Regions from separate parts of the Gossypium hirsutum genome. Here regions 2 and 3 are each linked to region 1. Evidence: chromatin contacts called from public Hi-C data. All regions are on one chromosome and are shown on one strand. Each heading gives the region's core, a stretch centred on a gene start, on an enhancer-like site or on the middle of the called end of the contact. The rest is flanking DNA. Distances are from core to core; before and after follow the strand shown. Region 1 holds the start of LOC107901073 (protein ELF4-LIKE 3). Region 2 holds the start of LOC107901069 (12-oxophytodienoate reductase 3). Region 3 holds the start of LOC107899950.

Evidence for each region. A called contact is a pair of places that touch in the nucleus more often than the background predicts.
Region 2: a Hi-C map of leaf shows a contact between it and region 1, with 1.9 times the contacts expected there. The contact joins the promoter of LOC107901069 here to the promoter of LOC107901073 in region 1. A contact is called at or near these places in 7 of 34 Hi-C or Micro-C datasets (callus, hypocotyl, leaf and 2 more).
Region 3: a contact with region 1 is called in a Hi-C map of leaf, with 2.6 times the contacts expected there. The contact joins the promoter of LOC107899950 here to the promoter of LOC107901073 in region 1. A contact is called at or near these places in 7 of 34 Hi-C or Micro-C datasets (anther, leaf and petal).

The regions. Positions count from the first base shown.
Region 1 is chrD06:14,367,627-14,370,326 of Gossypium_hirsutum_v2.1, forward strand. It overlaps LOC107901073 (protein ELF4-LIKE 3), which reads right to left and starts at 1,262. Exons shown (of 2, transcript XM_016826920.2): 1 at 963-1,262.
Region 2 is chrD06:14,511,638-14,514,399 of Gossypium_hirsutum_v2.1, forward strand. LOC107901069 (12-oxophytodienoate reductase 3) reads left to right here and starts at 1,395. Exons shown (of 4, transcript XM_041095349.1): 1 at 1,395-2,008; 2 at 2,165-2,305; 3 at 2,657-2,762. The coding sequence starts at 1,932.
Region 3 is chrD06:14,218,715-14,221,512 of Gossypium_hirsutum_v2.1, forward strand. LOC107899950 reads left to right here and starts at 1,340. Exons shown (of 2, transcript XM_016825685.1): 1 at 1,340-1,564; 2 at 1,673-1,852. The coding sequence starts at 1,340. The coding sequence ends at 1,852.

The sequences.
Region 1 (2,700 bases), core at 12-2,511:
AAGGAAAGAATATGATAGGGAAACAATATATGAGACGGCAGTAGTTAGAAACTTAATATACATCGATGATGTATTGTTTTTACTAATAAAATAGCCATAATCATACATAGTTAAATATAGCAAAAAGAAAAAGAAAAAAACAAGAATTGTTTAAGGTGTAAGAGACAAAGGCCTGCAGTAGAAATCATGTCCATCACCATGCATGCTACTTTCAGTTCTTTCATAGAAAGATCAATAAACAAAACATGAAAAATAATAGTTGATATTATTGTTTATCTTTTTTACTATTATTATTACTTATGATGAGATGTGAAAAAGCAGATCCATTTCCATAAAAGGGAAACTTTTTTTAATGTACTCAGAAAATACCCAACTAAAACATGGAGTTGCAAGGAAGCATCTCAAACACACCCAAAATTTGTTATTAAAAAAGAAAACTAGTCAATGATGCAGATAAGATTACTCTCATAGTTAGTACTATGCTGCAGAGAGACAGCATTATTAATCTTTTTAACAGCAAAAATGACAATGAGAAATATATATAGATATATAAAACAAATACAGAAAAACATTAAATTTATTTATAAAAAGTAAATTAAAATTAAGAAAAAAAGAGAGAAAAAAAAGATTTTGCATCAAATTCAAGGAATAAGAAGCATACAACCCCATCACTCACTCAGCTAAACAAGATTTAAAAAAAAAAGGAAAAAGAAAAAAAGTGTTAAATAAAAAAACAAGAAGTTATCTTGGTAAGATCCAAGTGTTTTACAAAGAAATATAATAAATTAAGAAAACCCATCAGCTGAAAATGAAAAAAAGAAATCAATAAATTAACTACACAAGACAAAGATAGAAATATTATTACATGTTTTTATTTTCTTTGAAATCATTTGCTATAGAAGACATAAATAAAAATTCAAGTACATCAATGATATAGTAATTACTTTTGCATATACACGTACCTTGTTGGAGCATTATATTCTGGGAAGCAGACACAGGTTGAATGAAGGAAAAAAGATGGGCGATTAAACCGTACTCAGGAGGAAGCAAGAAAGAAAATGAATTATTTGAGAGAGAGGGGGGGGGGAATATGTAGCTTAAATATTTTTAGTTCCATATTTGCTATATGTAGAAGGTACAGTATTGTTGGAATAAAAATTAAAATAATGATGAGATAGTAAGTAATTATTAAGAAGAGTTTAGGGGATAAAAGAAAAACCGTGGGGGATGAGATTGGATTGGATTGGATTGGATTGGATTGGTGTCTGGGTGTAATACTCAGATCCGGGGGCATGATGAGTGATTCGAGCTGGTGTTCATGAGTCGCCACGTGGCATATGGACATTGATGGAAAATCCCAATCTACCGATGAAGGGGGTCCCTCAATCCAAGATATCTTATAACATTCCTGGAAAAAATAAAATAAAAATAAGAGCTTGATGTTGATTATTATTTTTATTTAGTATTGCAGAAGGAATATTTTGAATGTCATTTTCAGCTTTTAATAAATAAAATGGATTGGTGACAATGATGAATTTAGTTTTTGATTTTTGTGAAGAATGTTACTACTACCATGTTTTTAAACCAAAACTGGAAATCTTATCAATTACGCACTTTTGATTTTCCATCTTTTTAATTACCATGATTATAGTTTTATTGTTTGTTTAAATGTGTTCTTTGTCTGCTAATTTGGGTCTTTTGTTTTGTAAATTACAACCTTAGCCTCTACTTCTTCCAAACAGGATTGCTAAAAAAGATTGAGCTATTTAATAACTAATCAGTCAACATGAGTGAAATTATAATCGATTTGATTTAAACAAAATTTTATCTTAACATCTCAACTTTGTTATTCATTATTATTTTTTAATTTCTTCTTCAAAACTCATGTTCCATACACAATTATTATTATTATTATTTACCTTCAACACAAATTTATGATGTGTGTTGAAGGACATGTTAGCTCTGGTTTTTTTTTTTAATGTTGGATGAGAATGAAAAATTAGATTAAAATGATTAATATTGTATTGATGGGTACATAGTTTTTCAACCCAATTTCATACTATTTCGATGTACTATTTTGAATTTATTATAAATACAGATTAAATTATTAATTACTATAAATGGTAAAAGAATAATTTAATATATTTTAAGCATGAATTCATGCATCAGTTAATGCATAATATTTCAAATGATGTGATCAAAATTAAACCGATACAATCAATACAAATACTTTTTTTTAAAATAATTGACTCTTAATTTAAGATAAATTATAAAAATAGTCATTTTTGTTTGTCTTAGATTACATTTTAGTCACTTACGCTATTATTTTGTTACGAAGTTGTCACTCTACCGTTAAGTTCTGTTACCTCCCTAATGGCGGTCTTATGTGGCAGTCTAATTGAGTTTTAAATACCAACTTAGATATCCTATGTGGCAGTCTAAATAAAATTTATTTAATTAAAAACTTATTTTCATATTAGCAACTAAACATTTAAAATCTATTTGGATTGCCACTTAAGACTACCGTTAGAGAGATAACGAAACTTAACGATAAAGTGACCGTTTCGTAACAAAATGATAACGTAAATAACTAAAACATAACATTTTAAACATAAATAAATAAAAATAAAAATCACCATTTTATAATTTACTATTTAATTTATTACTAAAACTAGACGCATAAGCTAATTCCACCTAAAC
Region 2 (2,762 bases), core at 145-2,644, 140 kb after region 1:
CCTTTGTACTAAATTTTTGGACTTCGAGATAGACTCTGTTGACACTTTGGAAATGACAATATTAATCTAAGGCTCATTGTTTAATTCATTACACTTTAAAGTGAGGATTGGGCTTTTGGGGCATTTATCTTCTTGGATCGAATTTAAAACAGTGGCAAAATCCTTGTTGGACGAGCCCATTTGTGTAGATGTCAAACGATGTCTTTTTTGCTCATTTTTGGTCAAGGATTTGAGCCCAACAGAATTGTTAACCAATTGGCCTGCCTTAACCAAATCTAATTTGGATGGTGTAGAAGTTACCGCATTACTCAATGAAACCTTACTTTGGTTTTTAACTTGGACAACTTCCATTTTTTTCTTCCCTTTAACAAATTCAATCTGTTTAGGAAGAGATTCCTTTTCAACAAGAGGATTGTCATAAATAACAATCCCATTTTGTTGACCACTACCAGAATTCGTGGGATTTGGAATATGATTTTCCAAGATTTTAGCTTCATCATCCCGTAAGTCATGTAATACATTGAACCTAGACGCATGTTGGTTTGTCGGTTGTCGCCCTCCCTTCACTGTTTCAAAATTTCGACTATCTCTCCGTTTTCTACGCTCAACAAGCATCCACAGTCCATATTTATCTTGAGTTTCCTGATAATCTCAATTAGGACGAAAAGGAGTTGGTACAAAGACATTCTCAAAAAAAAATTTCGATCAATTGCAAACTTCATGACATGACATGATTTTTATTATGCCCATAGAAAACAAAGGAAAAACTAACATTAGGAAGAGACTTGTATTCAATCCGTTGAACTTTATCCTCAATTTTGATATTGGAAATAAAAAGTTTATTGAGGTCTAAAAACACTGCCATCTTGGCAAACCAACCCTGAAAACTATTATCTGTATTATCATCTAGTCGAACAACTAGACCAATCCTATCACCAATGGCTTTAACCAATTTCTTCTTATACATATATCCTGGGAGACCCAGAAGGCGTATCCAAGCAACAAAATTATGTGGATATGGTTGTATTGTTGAAAAATTTTGTGTCCATGGTTGTATTGTTAGATACTATCCAAAGATCACCCACAGACCCTCAATCAGAGCTTTATTATAGTCTTCTATTGATCGAAACTTCACTAAGAAATAATCATTCTCTAAATCCATCAATCAGAATTGACCATCGCAATAACAAAAAGACTATTTAAGAGAGAGAAAAGAGCCCCAAATTTATTTTTTCAAGTATAGTACTTTTTCTCTTTTAACGGATAACCCTAACTGAACCATTTAAGTTCGAATTAGTACAATTATTAAATCTAATAATTTATTAATTTATTATAATTGTAACTATGCAGACGGTATTAATTACGTATAATCGTGATATTAACAGAATTAATGAATTGCAAAATTGTTGTTTCACCCAGCCTTTTTTTGTCAAGTGGGAACCCTCACAATTGTAACTGAGCTTTGAGTGTTGACTCATACTTCTTTGCAAGAGAGAGAGAAAAACTTTAGTCATTCTACAACTATTTGTTGCCTCAGTTTTTTTCTTTTCAAAGCAACAACCAGTCGGCAACAGTGATTGCCGGCGGAAACATATTTGCATCAAGAATCGCCACTGTTTAAATCAGCACATGAAACCCATGCCATAAATAGCACCCACCGACTCCTCCGCCCATCTATCTCCAATCAAAACTCCCCACGCAACTCATCAAATCAAAACAAAGGATTAAATTTTCAGCTATAAAATACTCCCGCAACCCCAGCCCTATACCGTCCAATTTTATGCCACATGCTTATATTCTCTCACCCTAAATTTCTTTATATAATTAAGTAAATCATTCTAGTAACTGTTGGTTTTCCTTACTTTTTCAACTGGAGTGTGTACTGCGGATAAGTTTTTTCATCTTCAGATCAAGTTCGTAGGAAGGTAACAATGCCGGAAACTCAATCTCAAGGGACCCCAACGCTCTTCTCTCCTTACAAGATGGGCAAGTTCAACCTTTCTCACAGGTCTGTGTTTCAGTTTGTCGGGTTTTTTTTTTTTTGCATCAGATTCCTTGATTTCGGAGGGGCTTAGATCCTTGTCTTGAGGGAACTTTGGTTGTCAGACACGTTCTACCGAAGATTTCCGGGGGTCTATTGAGTTTGGTTTGAATGTGATGGCAGGGTGGTGCTGGCGCCGATGACTAGATGCAGGGCGTTGAATGGAAACCCAAGGCCAGCGCTCGCTGAATATTACACGCAGAGGTCGACTCCCGGCGGCTTTCTAATCACCGAAGGGACACTGGTGTCCGACACTGCAGCTGGGTAATTTCGTAATTGAACCAAAGCCTGATACGACTATTCCACCAATTAGTTATACCACTTTCTAGTCTTTTCCATCAAACAGATAGCATTTGCCCAATGTTGTGTCGTTTTGCATATTGGAAGAGTTTTTATTTTTAAATTAAATTGAATATGAGATAATAGGGTTGGGAGATGCAATGCTTCACTTCAAATATAATCATTTTGTATATGATATAATGGTACCCTTGTTAGTCTTTTTATCCCTTCCCTGTTACAAAATGATTGTTCCAATAATATCAGATTTTCATAATATTGAGTTATCCAGATTCCTGGCATATCCTAAATTGTCTAATGGTGCAATGATTGAAGCAGGTTCCCTCATGTTCCTGGGATCTACAATGACCAACAGGTGGAGGCATGGAAGAAGATTGTGGATGCTGTTCATGCAAAAGGAAGCATCATTTTTTGCCAACTCTGG
Region 3 (2,798 bases), core at 90-2,589, 150 kb before region 1:
ATCTTCGTCCTTTTAATAAACATAAGTGGAGTCTCGATCTCAGTCGTGTACTTTTCTCGGATATAGTCTGCATCACGCCTGACGGGAAAGTTTTTATCTCTCGACATGTTATTTTTATGAAAGTAGGTTTCTGTATCATGAACATCCTTCATCATCTCCCGTAACAACTGAGTGTGTCACTACGTATATTCCTCTTGTGCAGTTGTTGTCCTCTCCTTCTAGTTCTCCTGATCAGAATACAGAAAATCCTGTGCTCTTACGTTATGATTCGTTTCACTTGGGTTATACTACTACTCCATCACACACACCAGTAGTTCCCTCTACTACGATCAATTCTTCTCCACAACTTGGAAACAACCCTTCTCCCGCACCAGAATTTTTCGCCACTGTAGTCGATCTTCCTCAACCTACTGGGAATACACATCATATGGTGACACAGTCCAAAGCTGGTATTTTCAAACATAAAGTTTTAGCTGTTGAAACTGCTAAAAATGAGCCTCGTACGATTGATGAAGCTTTTGCTCATGAGGAATGGAAAGTAGCGGCTCAAGCTGAATATGATGCATTAATTCGTAATCGCACTTGGGAGTTAGTTCTTTTGCCACTAGGGAGAAAGTCGATCGGGTGTAAATGGTTGTTTAAGTTTCAACGAAATCCCGACGGCATTATTGCTCGACGGAAGGGGAGATTAGTTGCCAAAAGTTGTTCTCAGGTACCAGGTTGTGATTTTCAAGAAACCTTTAGTCTTGCTGTTAAACCAGCCACCATCAAGACCATTCTATCAATTGTTGTGTCCCAGCAGTGGCAGCTACAGCAAGTAGATGTAAATAATGTTTTTCTCAATGGTGAGCTTACCGAAGAAGTCTTCATTTATCAACCTCCTAGATATGTTCAACATAATGCCGATGGGTAACCTTTGGTTTGTTGGTTAACAAAGGCGTTGTATGGATGACGACAGGCTCCAAGAGGGTGGTTTGATAAGTTGAAATCCTATCTTTTTTCCATAGGTTTTGTCAAGTCCAAATCTGATGCTTCCCTGTTTATACGTATTATTGATGTGGCTCATATGTATACGTTTGTATATGTTGATGATATTATCGTTACCGAGAGTTCAGCTCCTAATATTGACGTGTTTGTTGAACAACTTCATTCTATGTTTTCACTCAAAGACATGTAGGATCTTCATTATTTCCTAGGTGTTGAAGTCACTCGCCTGACTAATGGAACTCTTCATCTATGTCAACCTAAGTATGTTCTTGACTTGCTTGATCGTTGTCATCTCATTCATGTTAAGGCTATTCATACACCTATGGTTAGCTATTCTTTTCTGTCCAAAACCATGGGTACTCTAATTGAAGACCCTAGCGAATATCGTAGTCTTGTCGGTGCTTTACAATATGTCATGCTAACCCGGCCTGATATTACTTATGCTGTGAACCATATCTGTCAGTTCATGCATGCTCCCACATATGTTCATTTTGTGACATTCAAACGAATTTTACACTATTTGAGTGGTATGGTTGATAATGGTCTGCTTGTCAAACCATCTAAGAGGCTATCTTTGGTTGGCTATGTTGATGTGAATTAGGGGTTAGATTTTGATGATCGATGGTCTACTACAGGATACTATATCTATTTTGGTGATAACCCTATCTCGTGGTGTTCTAAAAAGCAACAGGTTGTGTCTTGTTCCACCGCTGAGGTTGAGTATCACGGGTTGGCGGCTGCAACTATGGATGTTACATGGCTAATGCCTTTATTAAGTGAACTTCAGTATCTTTCTGTTGATACACCAACAATATGGTGTGATAATTCGAGTGTTGTTGCAGTGGCAATCCGGTTTTACATTTAAAGTTTAAACATGTCGAACTTGATCTATTTTTTTTCTGTGAGAAAGTTGTTGCTGGGTTTCTTATCGTCGAAGAAGTTTATGCCTGTGATCAAGTTGCTGACGTTCTTACTAAACTGTTGTCTGCATCTCAATTTTGTAAACTTCGACAGCTCTTACGAGTTTCGAAGGTTGGGTAGATAGGTGAATATTAGAGTTTATGAATTAGTTAAGTAGTTATAGTATAAGTACTCTAGCAATTCTATTAATAACAACTTTACAGTTGAGCTGTTATATAACAGTTAAGAAATCAAATGTATAAATGTAAGTTCATCCACAGATATGAAAAACAAGAATGAATTTGAGTTTGCTTAATATCTTCTTTTACCTTTCTTTAGTTTACAAATCTTTTCAGAGAGCAAATATCCTTTTTATGTCAAGTAAATGGTTTGATAGTTTAGATTCGTATATATCTCAACTTGCAAATAAATCCCCTCTACAAAAAATTATTCAAACCTTAAAAATAATTCACATAAAAAATTAAATTCAAACTAGATAAAAAGAAGTATTTGTAATGATAAATAGTTGAATGTATTTTTGAGTTGTGGGAGATAAAATTTTGTGAAACAAGAGAATCATCATGTCCAGCCAACTTATGGACAGAAGATACCTAGCAATAAACATTTATCATAACTCTATAATAAACTCACCACGTGGCCGATAAATTAGAGATGTAAATCAAAATTTTAGTAGTGGTGTATATGTTTGCCAGCACAAAAGGTGCAATTATCAGTATTTACTGTAGTTAATTTGCAAATTTACTGTGCTTAAGCTAACAATAATTTCAAATGGCCCCGCTTGTTTAGACTGTGTGGGGTCCAAGCCACGTGATCTCTGCTCCTTGTAGCTGGACATGGCAAAGCCCACCGAGGAGCGCGTGTGATGCAAATAATCGAGAGTGAGAACTGAG